Regions from separate parts of the Macaca mulatta genome. Here region 1 is linked to region 2. Evidence: chromatin contacts called from public Hi-C data. All regions are on one chromosome and are shown on one strand. The core of a region is the stretch at or near the end of the contact, and the rest is flanking DNA. Distances in the headings are between cores, read along the strand shown. Region 1 overlaps AKT3 (AKT serine/threonine kinase 3). Region 2 holds the start of ZBTB18 (zinc finger and BTB domain containing 18).

Region 1 (2,733 bases), core at 101-2,600, 340 kb after region 2:
TTCCTGAGTGGAGTCACAGTCTTTCTTCTAAAGACAGATTACTTCAAGCTTTAGTAGGGACGCTTAGTTCTGTCTTGAACTAATAATACCTTAAAATATTTTGCTTTTTCATGTCCCCAAAATATTGATCAGAAGGATACTTGTGGTCACATGGAAGCTGTAGAAATTCAGACCAGTGATTTTACTCCACTTGAAATTTAAGGGTTCATATGAGTTCTAGTTGAGTATGTCAGTTTTAGAACATAGTTTATATTGAGGAAACACAGAATATTTTACCTAAAAGGGGCACACAGATGTCATTACAGTGAATTTACTTCTAATTAAACTAATCTTGTTCCCTATATGACTTTTCTCTCAGAAAAATGTCATTTTGATATATATTGTGTCATGATGACCAGCATACTACTAGTGTTATTAAAGTCTTTCTTCAAATAGTAGACAGATTTTTATAGAATTTTGAAGTAGACAAAATCAGTCAATTTATGTTTAGATTTTAAAAAAGATGAAAACTGTTCTATATTCTCCTCCCTGTGCCATATAGGTGCTTGGCACATAGTACTTAATAATTATTTAATAAATGACAGAATTTCTTGTCCTCAAATTTTTAGGACACATGCAAGGAAATTCTGTTGCATCTAGGTTTACTGATATATATGAGGAAGAGTTACATCTGCTTCAGTGAAATACGAAATTAAACCAGGTGATCTTTCTGAAAAATTATTCTTATGGTGGCATAATCTTCGAAATTGGCCAGTAGAAATCTTATCAACAGCTATAGTTTATTCTGTTGGAATTTTCAAAATATACTGTACCTTAACTTAGAAACACTCCAGTGAACCTGTGTTCATTAGTTTTTTGTTGAGTTAAAGAAAAAATATTTTTACAAAGTGGACACATTGTTTAATTTTGTTTTGCATTTTACTAGATTGCAGTGCAAGGCCAATAAATTAAACCTAGGCAGTTCTATTGCTAATTACACACAACTTCTCTTGAGTATCACATATTCAAATCCATTTTATGAATATGGTAGAGAGAATAACAACTGTAAAACAAAGCAGTGTGCATGTAAGTGACTGTTAGCGTGCATTTCAGAAAGGATAAATGCTCACCATATGGTACAATTACTGTGTCCAAGTTTTCAAATTAGCTTCTCTCATCCTCCTTATTACTGTCTTTAAAAAGAGAGGAAAAAACCCAACATGATTTATCTACTCTGCAGCAGAACTCTTGACGCAAAACAGCAGCCCAGTTCTGTCCAGTTTTTTTTTTCCCTTAGCATAATAGAGGCTGTCGGACTTTTTTATACTAATTACTGTGTGAGCCTCAGATGAACCCCCTTCAATTCACAGGGCTTTGTTAAGGGAGGAGCTGTCAATGTGTCTGCCCGTTTGCAGCTGTGCTGTGGCTTTAGCTTGCTTAACATTATGCTGCTTTTTAGACTTGACAGAAGGGATTTTTTTTTTTTTTTTTTTATTAAGGCAAAGCAGCCTTGTAGCGAAATGGTTTAAGCAGCTGCATTGTGGGGAAGCACAAAGAAGTTATTATTGTGTCTGTTTAGGGGGGTAGGATGGAGGGGGAGATATTCGGCTGCTGTTGATGCCGATTGTTGACTTGCCATCTGCCAGATAGGGAGAAGAAAAAAATGACAGCTCCAGCAGGGTGTTCAAGAGGTTGTTTGGAGAGACGCATAAACATGTGCAGATGTCGAACTGAATAATGGCTAGAACTTGAGACGGTTTATGATGCTGCTGATGTTTGTGCATATACAGAATGAATGTATGTGTGGATTTGGTTAACCAGGGGTACATACTAATTATCATTGTTTTCCTGCATCCCCCCTCCCTTATTTTGTTAATTAGTTTAGGGGTTTAATACTTCCTCTTCTCTCCCTTATTCATGTCTAGTTTTAGAAAGCAACTTCTTTAAATGGCAATACAAACTTTCTTATTTCTCCGTGTTGATGGTAGATAACCTATTTGGCTAATGTTAGGTGTGAACTGCTAACTGACAAGAGGAGCTTTTGATTAAGAAATCAGTCAGGTGATTTGGTATGATCTTAATGCATACATGAACGTTTTAACACTAGTCAGCACATAAACTATTTTAAAGTGAATCGATTTGTTTTATAGCCTACCACTAGGGGTGAGGTAGAGAGTACCCAGTTTATTTTGTAAGTAATTCCATAATACTTTGAACTTAAATGTCCTTAGTTGTGAAACAAAGTTATATAGTAACCTGGCCTTTTTGATCAGTACATACCTTTCTCATGGTTGTCATGGATTCTATAAATGGCAAGCGTGCATTTTTATCAAGCATTAATGAGTTGGTTGTATATTTCCTTCTGATACATTCTTGTCTAATAATTAGGTGTTAGAGATTTGATATATCTGGAATGTTTTCAAATGCTATGATAACATTTATATTTAGATGGAAGTGAGTATGTTTACTTAAATGTCTGGTTTATTACTTTCACTTTAAATAATTGAGAAGAAACAGTAACCTTAGGTAAAACTTCCACATTACTTATTTTCTAGAACACAAAAATTTTTGTAACATTTCAAAACCAATCAATATGAATAGAATAACTAGAAAACAAAAAAGAGAAACTCTTGACTTTTCTCCTTTTTTCTTTTTTCTGCCCAATGTGGACTTATATTTCAAAAAAAATGTGTGTGGAGAATTAAAAAGTGCTTATTTTGACTTTTGGAACTCATGCCTTCTTAAAACATTTAA
Region 2 (2,927 bases), core at 394-2,893:
AAATGAATTTCCTATTAAAATTAATTCTAACTTTTAAAAATAAAAGCATATAAGGCTTAAATAAAACTCAAAAGCTTTACAGGTTCAACTTTTTTTTTTTTAAAGCCTTTTTAGAAAAAGAGAAACTTTTCCCCCCCCCCCCCGGTTCTGCCTTACCTCAGCCAACAGAAAATACTTTGTTTCAATCTAATTTGATATAGTTTTGTTTTCCCACTAGCTTCTATTCTTGCAAATATTCATCATTGCCCTGGTTTTCTGATGAGGGAGAGTGAAATGGACGGAGGGGAGAGGCAAAGATGTACAAAGGGTCAGAATTCAACTGCAGTGGGTAAACTCCTGAAAAAGAAAGACCCGACTTCCCCTTTCCTGTGACCAGAAGCAAGGCTCCACACCACCCATCTCAGCAAGTGCATTTTGGGAATAGATACACTTAATTTAATATTCAGAAATTACTTCCCTCCTTCTTCTTCTTCTACACTTTGCCCAAGACAGACTAAAACTTTATCCTAACCCCAAATACATTCTGCAAGATGCCACTGCTAGAATAAACTAAGATTTACAATACAATCACTTTAAGTGCCCCACAGCTAACATCAATCCTAATCCTTGAGAAGGCTAAAAATAAAGATTGGAGGGCAGCTCACAAGGTAGCCGTGATCAAATTAGGAGGCTGAGAGGACAGAGAGGGACGAAGAAGGAAGCTTATAAACATCTGATCCAGCTGACTGTGGCCATATGGCAGCTGCTGCCCAGATAAAGAGATTAAGAATAGAGGAGTGCGATTACAGCTGTCTGGCCAATTCAGGCAGCTCAAATCTACAAGTTCTAAATTAGTCGCTAACACAAAAACTCCTGCAAATAATTATTGTTATGCTGAAATAAAAGATCTCTTAAATATATATTTGAAAGAGAAGTGAGGAAACCAGTCAAACTATTCTCCTGGGGACAAAAGTTTTTTTTTTCTTCTTCTTAAAAACCTTCAGTTTCAAAAGCACTACAGCTGTATGTTTCAGCAGTGCTGTTCAATGTTTTGAAGAATAAAGTTTCACAGTGGAATTAATTACACAACAATCTAGCTTCTTAACTAGAATAATCTTCTCATATAAGTTTGAATGCTGGATTCCAGACAGTTTAGTATTTCCCCACCACCACCATCCCAGTCAAATCTAAATAGCAGTGAACAACAAAAAAGCATTTTAATCCAACGTGATTTCCAAAAGCAGTATTTTAAAGCCTTTCTTAACATTTCAAAACTTGACATATTTCTGTGTATTAAAGTTATTTACTCGCTCAAGTAAAAGGGATAAAAAATTAAAACTAAACAAGCTCAAGACTTTCAACTCCAGTAAGATGTTCATTTAATACTCAATTTCATATATTATTCCTAAACTGGGTTAGAAAAGTAATGTGATTTTTAAAATTAAATAAACAAAACACCAAAACAGAAATATGCTCAATCTAATCTCTTGCTACTCCTACCTTTAGGACACATAAACCTGATTAAGTCCTTTCCTCTGAGTCCTGCTGGCTCCAGGTCTGTTACATCGGTGGAAAAAAAGCAGACTAAGAGAGACAGATGCAAAGTGGAGATGATGTTAGAGAGGAATGAGATACCTTCTCCACCACAGATCCGCACACACTAACTCCCTGTCTGTGTGTTAGAATAAAAGGCTGAGGGATGGCAGGCTGTCAGCTGCTCTGACATCATGTTCAGATGGAAATGCTACCTCCAGCTGTGCTCCTTTTAATGCCATATGCTACTCCTCTACACTCCTGCCACCAGCTTTTTCTTAGGAGAACTTTTCTCTTCTGTTAGTATAAACAAAATACTTCAAAGTCTTCCTTTTTTTCCAAACTTTCTAACAGAAGAAATTGAAAAACTCAGCATATGGAGTTCTACTGTATTTATGGAATAGCAACACTTCTGTCTTAAGTTGGTGGACTGGCTTACATACTGACAGCACACTCAAGCCACGGTGCTATTCAGGAAATCCAGATTCACTTTTATTTAACTCCAACGTTTAGTTTCTAAGGCAGTTTAGGGATATTTTTAAACCAACCCATTTGACATCTCCAGTCCCATTTCAACATTATTACCGCACTTTTTTTTTCTGCTGAGACAATGGTATACATGTCTCAAACGTTGGCAGACTTCTTCAGAACCATTACTTCGGACTGGTTCACCTTATTATTTCACTCTTATTTAATGACTTATCTACAACTACCTTCTCAGAAAAATTTCCTACACTGCCACAGTCAATGCAAATTTCAATTCTCAGTACCAACAAGCTGAAACTGCACTTTCTGAAATCCTGGAAAGTACTTCAGTTCAACGAGACCAATTAATAAACTGATACAACCTGCTACAGTCACTTAAAATGAATGCTGCACCTGCATATCTGATCTTTCTGCTCAGAAAAAGCAGAACCTTGCCTTCCCCTTGATCTGTGTCCCTTAACAATCTTTTTTGTGTGTGTGGGGGGTGTCACTCTGTCATGTTTAATGATCACAAGAAAATCTTTGTGTGGGGGGAAGCCAGGTCTAGTAAGTTTGAGAACTTTTCAGCCAGAGTTTGTGGGTCTTTTCTAAAAGCTGATGAAACTGTAACGCGACCCGGGCTGGGCTGACCGGTGCCGGGCAGGGTGCTGCGACATCTCTGAATGTCAAATACATCTCCTCAGACTCTTGGGAGGGCGAGGGGTAGAAAAGGAACTGGGGCCTGAGGCGTCAGCGTCCCAGCCCTGGTGATAACCACTTCGTTCCCATTAGAAAGCCGTGGCGGAGAGTTAAATAGTAACAAAACCCGACGACTCTCCTGTCCTTCTCGCTTTCCCAAAGTCACAAACCTAACTTTCTCCAACTTCGCGGTGAGTGACATAATTATGAACGCTTAGTCCAGGAGACATCCTTGGGCGATCAATTTCTTT

Evidence for each region. Hi-C and Micro-C count contacts between places; a contact is called where the count stands out from the background.
Region 1: a contact with region 2 is called in a Hi-C map of fetal cortex germinal zone, with 2.8 times the contacts expected there. The contact joins the enhancer-like site here to the promoter of ZBTB18 in region 2. A contact is called at or near these places in 2 of 14 Hi-C or Micro-C datasets (fetal cortex germinal zone and fetal cortical plate).

What each region holds. Positions count from the first base shown.
Region 1 is chr1:5,418,166-5,420,898 of T2T-MMU8v2.0, forward strand. All of the region lies in intron 1 of AKT3 (AKT serine/threonine kinase 3), which reads left to right. Among named protein-coding and RNA genes, the nearest start is that of AKT3, 130 kb to the left of the region's middle. Within about 2 kb of position 1,351, at least 18 of the 40 cell types and tissues checked have an H3K27ac peak or open chromatin away from gene starts, as enhancers often do. A contact at or near this core is called in fetal cortex germinal zone and fetal cortical plate, where this site is marked.
Region 2 is chr1:5,080,286-5,083,212 of T2T-MMU8v2.0, forward strand. ZBTB18 (zinc finger and BTB domain containing 18) reads right to left here and starts at 1,644. Exons shown (of 2, transcript NM_001257892.1): 1 at 1,480-1,644. The coding sequence starts at 1,492.